2 separate regions of the Danio rerio genome follow, and region 1 is linked to region 2. Evidence: chromatin contacts called from public HiCAR-type data. All regions are on one chromosome and are shown on one strand. The core of a region is the stretch at or near the end of the contact, and the rest is flanking DNA. Distances in the headings are between cores, read along the strand shown. Region 1 holds the start of zgc:122979. Region 2 holds the start of haus1 (HAUS augmin-like complex, subunit 1).

Evidence for each region. HiCAR-type assays count read pairs that join an accessible place to other places.
Region 1: a contact with region 2 is called in a HiCAR-type map of caudal fin, with 3 times the contacts expected there. The contact joins the promoter of zgc:122979 here to the promoter of haus1 in region 2. A contact is called at or near these places in 2 of 4 datasets of contacts at active chromatin or transcription factors (caudal fin and embryo).

The regions. Positions count from the first base shown.
Region 1 is chr21:6,039,680-6,042,932 of GRCz12tu, reverse strand. zgc:122979 reads right to left here and starts at 1,436. Exons shown (of 4, transcript NM_001037574.2): 1 at 1,248-1,436. The coding sequence starts at 1,343. All of the region lies in intron 2 of LOC141379962 (a long non-coding RNA gene), which reads left to right.
Region 2 is chr21:5,948,647-5,952,121 of GRCz12tu, reverse strand. haus1 (HAUS augmin-like complex, subunit 1) reads left to right here and starts at 2,128. Exons shown (of 9, transcript NM_001256249.1): 1 at 2,128-2,233. The coding sequence starts at 2,189.

The sequences.
Region 1 (3,253 bases), core at 187-2,686, 92 kb before region 2:
CTCCAAAAAATAATAAAGTTTGTTTTAACTGGCAAGGATGCGAGTAGCATAGAAAATAAAGGGGGTTTCCCATAATAGTAAGAGTTGGTGAGGATCTCAATGACCAAATTTTTCATTTAGACATCAATTTTGAATCCTACTCTTTATTCATGGGCAGATTTTTTAATAATTACTTTATGATTGCTGTAAAATCACTATACAAAACGTTTAAAATATTAATTCTTTAACCATATCGTATCAAATATTCTCTACTTCACAAAAGTTGAAAGCGTATATCTTATAATATGGCATTGTGTAATATATAATATACATTAGAAATTATTTGGATGTATTTTATATAGATGAAGTTTGATAAAAAAGTCTACAAATTCCCCACTATATATGAACTGAGTGTTTTTATAAAGTGGAGAGTACAGTATAGGGGTATAAAGATAATATCCCTTATATTCTCCAATATATAAATCAATTTATGTATATACGTAAAAGTTTCCCTCTATATTCTTCATTATATAATATACTCACAATATTTGCATTGTAGACTATATATATATATATATATATATATATATATATATATATATATATATATATATATATATATATATATATATATATATATTTATACATATATATACATACATACATACATACATACATACATATATATATATATATATATATATATATATATATATATATATATATATATATATATATATATATATATATATATATATATATATATTTATACATATATATACATACATACATACATATATATATATATATATATATATATATATATATATATATATATATATATATATATATATATATATATATATATATATATATATACACAAAGACACATAAACATTTACAATGTACACATGAAGAGTTTAGATGCATCTTAAATTTTCTTCTAAAATGAGCATATTTTGTCAGGCTCCAGTGTGTAGGTTCAGTAAATTCACTTTATGGCAAAGAATACCCTCTTTTAATTCCATTTAAAATCAAGTAATTGAACATAAACATTTGAGGTTGAGAAAAATGTCCAATTTAATGCATCTGAATGCTTCATAAGTAAAGATATTTGTGCATATATGTGTGCATAAATATATGCATTGCATATACCTCTATATATTTCATGCACAAATATTATATTCCACACTAAATAATGTAGCAGGGAATATACATGCATCAATAAAATGTAGCATGTGATTTCAATGTCATGTGCAGCATCTCACCTCTGAGCTCCATGATCCCTCCTCTCCGTGGATCACTCGCACTTTGCACTTGACGTTCTTGTGTTTGACGCCGAACTGAGTCCAGATGAGAACCATGGTGCTGATGCTGCTTCTGTTGCCGGTATATGTGTGTATAAGAGAGAGCCGGTGATGCTTGAGCTGCTGTCTGCTGCATCTCCCGCCGCTCTGCTCGAGCTTTTATACCCGCGCTCTACACACAGCGCCCACGCTGCGTGACCGAGCTTCCCCGGCCACTCCCACTTTTCGCGGACACGTAGAGGGAATACCGCGTGCCCGCCAATCCACGCTCGCCGCCGTTGCGGGCTGAGATGAGCATCACGCGGATGTGGCAGCCTACCTCTCCATGTGGAGGAGCGTTTCCGGAATTCACAATGAGTCTCATCCCTCCCTCCCTTCCTCTTCATCCATCCTCCTATCCTAAATTGGTCTTCTGTTACAGCTTGTTCTCTTGGCTCGTCTCTTGGCTTTTTTGGATTGAAAGTTGTGAATGATGATGGCAAATGGTAGTAAACGAACACAGGAAAAAAAGCACGCACATACATATGATAGTAAATAAAGCCGTTTTAACAGAGTCGTGCACACCCAATTATTAACTAAATTCGGCCATCTCTGCACAGGTAAGCAGAACATATAATATATATGAGTGAAATGCAATATATTATCTTGGATTTATGCTTTTCGCATGTGAAACCACTATCTAAATTGCTTTATTTATATTATTATTAGTTAAATGATAGTAAATTGGCCATTTATATAACCTATATAGTTTATATATCTGTATAATATATAGAGTTTTATTGTCTCTATATTCTTATCTTTTAAAGTTATATCTAATTCGCTTGAGTTATATTATTATTGGTCAAATGATGGTAGGTTGGTCATTTATATAACATTTTTTTTCTTTCAATCAGAGTTTAATAGTTTCTATATTCTTCTTTTTTTCTTTTTTAAAGTTATATATATATATATATATGTATATATATATATATATATATATATATATATATATATATATGTATGTATATATATATATATATATGTATGTATATATATATATATATATATATATATATATATATGTATGTGTATATATATATATGTATATATATATTTATATGTATGTATATATATATATATGTATGTGTATATATATATATATGTATGTATATATATATATATATGTATATGCATATGTGTATATGCATATGTATATATATATGTATATATGTATGTATATATATATATATATATATATATATATATATATATATATATATATATATATATATATATATATATATATATATATATTAGGCTATATCTTGCACAGATTAATGTCTAAATTGTGTTAAGTTCCACAATATATTCATTTATTTCTATCTAAAGTCTGTGATCTCTACATTTTCTGCTTACCTGCAATGTCTATGAGTAAAATGCAATATATTATTTTGGATTTGTTCTTTTAGTGTGGAAAACCACTATCTAAATTGCTTGAGTTATATTATTATTGGTCAAATGATAGTAAGTTGGTCATTTATATAACTTTTTGTCTTTCAATCAGAGTTTGATTGTTTCTATATTCTTCTCTTTTAAAGTTATATATGTATATTAGGCTATATCGTGCACAGATTAATGTCTAAATTCTGTTGAATTCCACAATATATTAATTTATTTCTATCTAAATTCTGCCACCTCTATATTTTCAGCTTACCTGTGCAATGTCTATGAGTAAAATGCAATATAATATTTTGGATTTATGCTTTTAGCATGTTAAACCACTATCTAAATCGCTTGATTTATATTATTATTGGTTAAATAATAGCAAATTGGACATTCATATAACATTTTTTTTCTTTCAATCAGTGTTTAATTGTTTCTATATTATTCTCTTTTCAAGTTATATGTATATTAGGCTATATTTTGCTCAGATTAATGTCTAAATTGTGTTGTATTCCACAATATATTCATTTATATCCATCCAAATT
Region 2 (3,475 bases), core at 879-3,378:
AACAGACCTTAAACGCACCGGATTTTGCATTGCCATTCAATTCGCCGGAAGCGCTTAACCCAGGTTAATGGCAAATTAAAAGTCCTATTAGCATGCTTCAGCATATACCCCATGAAAATACAAGGACATCAACAGAAAAGAAGTGCAATCATAAAATGAAAGAGGGAAAAGTAATGTGACAATTTTCTTTAAGGAGGCTTTCTCAGTGGTCAAGAAGACAAATACGTACCCAAAGTGTCTTTTAAAGTTTTATTCTTTCCAAAGAAGATCACACGAAGGTGACACGATCATACATCAACAACAGTTTTTTCAGAGAGTGAGACGCAGAAACAGAGTGCCTTCTCTCTTAGTTTGTAATACCCACAAGGTCATCAGTGACGTACAGGATGAATCACAGTTACATCAGCGCTCAACTTCATATTTGATCATCTACATTTCAGCCTTACATCCCATCCGAACATGTAGTTTGGTAAATCACCAGAGAGGGATCTGGATGCAGACCTGGTGCAGTGCAATCTGAGCTGCATCCAATGCTTTTTAATGGGCTCACCTAACCCCACCCCTAACCCTACCCGTCACAGTGACGTCACTATAGCTCCATTGAGTGCATTGTGTCTGACATTGCATCGCTGAGTGATGCAGTCTCAGCTTGCATCATAAAGGCTGCATCCAGATACTATTGAATCACCATGTACTTATCCAGATCTTGTCTGGTGATAGACAGATGTTAAAGTGGTCTAGCTTAAACAGTACATCCATGTAAAAATAAAAGAGCAGACCTTTATAACTAGAACAAATGAGTTTATAAAATGAATATAAGATAAATAAAATTAATTTCCACCACAGTAGTAAGACATGACTACTATTTGTAAATCAAAGAACTTACAAACAAAAGAGTAACAGGCGATTTTATCCCAGGGGATTAGCTAAATAAAAAATAGGTCCACTTTATTTAGTGTGAAAGGCTTTGTGTCCTGAATGTACATTTTTCAATTTATTTAAAGGAGGGATTGTGTTATACTCAGAGTGCCGTACATTTAAAACGTTATTCTGTTTTTAAGGCATGATGCTGTAAGTTTCTGTTAACGAAGCAATATGACATACTGTACTTAATATTGCATTTACTGACATTATAGTGATTATAAGGTGCAAGTTTCATTCGTTAATTTTCTTTTCGGCTTAGTTCCTAGTTTATGTGACTAATTGCTTCTTTGCAGAATTTATATTTTTTGTTTTAGAGAAATAGAATTAAAAATGGGCATGTTATTTAGTCATTCATTTTCTTTTCGTCATATTCCCTTTATTATTCCAGGGTCGCCACAGCGGAATGAACCGCCAACTTATCCAGAATATTTTTGTAAATGAGTGTGTATGGGTGGGCGATGCGGTGGCGCAGTAGGTAGTGCTGTCGCCTCATAGCAAGAAGGTCGCTGGTTCGAGCCTCGGCTGGGTCAGTTGGCATTTCTGTGTGGAGTTTGGATGTTCTCCCCATGTTCACGTGTTTTCTCCGAGTGTTTCATAGTACTGGGTTGCGAATATTGAATCGATTAAGAAATTCGTTATAATTTAATAAATGGCCATTTGAGTAAAATAATTGACTAACAAGCAGAATATTTGCTTTAAACTAGCGTTAAAAGAAAAGAGATTTGATTTTGTTTACAATATTTTGGTTATTCCAAATAAAATATTTGTGAGGAGAGAAGTTGTGCTTGTATAACAGTGACCAGCCAAGAAGAAATTGCTTATGAAATTGAGATAATTTAGCTGGTATTTTCTCAACATTATAGTTACAGAATAATAACAATTACTCGAAATTAAGCCCTTTAAATTTAGAAAATATGTAATTTGGAATGAAATTCCAGACTGAGGATGGATTTTTGAGAACATTTTTGCCCCATTTAATTTTGACAGTATTATTAAATGTACAAAAATTTAGCATATAAAGACCCCCATTCTCAAAGCTATTCATAACTACTGATTTTTTAATATAGCGAATAAAGCTTACCTTATTTGTTATTTGTTTTAAACAAGTGACTACGTAGAGTAAACTTTGTTCGCTGATTGGTCGGTTTTCATTCGGCCAGCCAATGAGGAATGCGCTTTGAGAACCCGGAACAAGAAGAACAAATTTACTGGCGGGATCTTCAGTTGTTGCCTTCGGAAGTTTTTATGGTGTAAATTTGCGTACATGCAACACACGTTTACAGGAAACATGTGCGAGAAAAGCAAAATCGTGAGTTGATATCTTTGTGAATAATATAAACTAATGTAATCTATTTAAAATGCACACAAAGAATGCTCAAACGTGTACATTCGTCCCGCTGTTCAATGTAATGTTTATATGGACAAAGTGTATTTGGTATTTGTATTAGACTGGACGTATAAACTAATTCAATATATGTGCGTTTGATTTTGTACGTCTTAATGATCACATCCTTTTATAACTAATGTAAACAAAACATTAGCATGTATTTTGGATATGAAATTATTTGTATTGGAGTACATGAACTTAGCACGCTAAATGAATACTTGGTGCCCTGTTAAATGTTGTTACATATAGTTGTCGTCAAAAGTATGCCAAATTATGCTTCACAGACAAAGGAAAGACATTTGCACAGTATTTCATATATTATTTTTTTCTCAGAGGAAAGTCTTATGAGCAGTTCCAGCGTTATGGATGTGGCATTTGCAGTAAAAACTCAAAACATAAATCCACATAGAAAGTATAAGTTTACTTTGTATTGAAACATCTGCTTATATTTTCTAAAAATTCAAACCACAGAGTTATGAGATCAGAAAAACTATCAATCTGTAGACAGTTCATATATTTTAAATGAGGAAAATAAACATGTTACGGATGTGACTAAAACAGTATAAGAGTTTACAGTAACAAACATACTTTGTAGAAATTTTGTGAACTAAGCTGCACAAGTCAAAACAAACCATGCTAATCAAAATGATGAGAGTTTGCTCTCTATAGAACAAAAATGATTGATTTCATTTTATTTCACAATTTTGCATTTATTAGGGAAAAGCTTGGTTATGGATGTGACAGATTTCCGTTATTGATGGGACAGATATGAAATTGGCACTTGTGTGACCTTGTTAAATTACATATAATAGTTTAAAAACTCTGACAGAGACATTTTTGAGTATTTTAAAGCACTGTAAAATACAAGCCTACACAATACATGTAGAAATAGTTTCTATATTTCGGTGAAAACCTAATTTGTTAATGGCAAGGTTGACATTTGCATGGGATTGCTCTTATTTCTTTTAGTTTGGCTGGAGTAAAAGTTTTTTTTAAGGTCAAAAAAACAATTTTAAGGTCAATATTGTTAATTTTAACATAATAACCTAGTTAAGCCTCTAACTTGCACTTTATTGTTTCAATACTTCATAATAAGTTTTTATTTATTTTATTATTATTTATTTATTTTTATGTGTTATGTTCTTTAGTTCAAACAAAACCCAA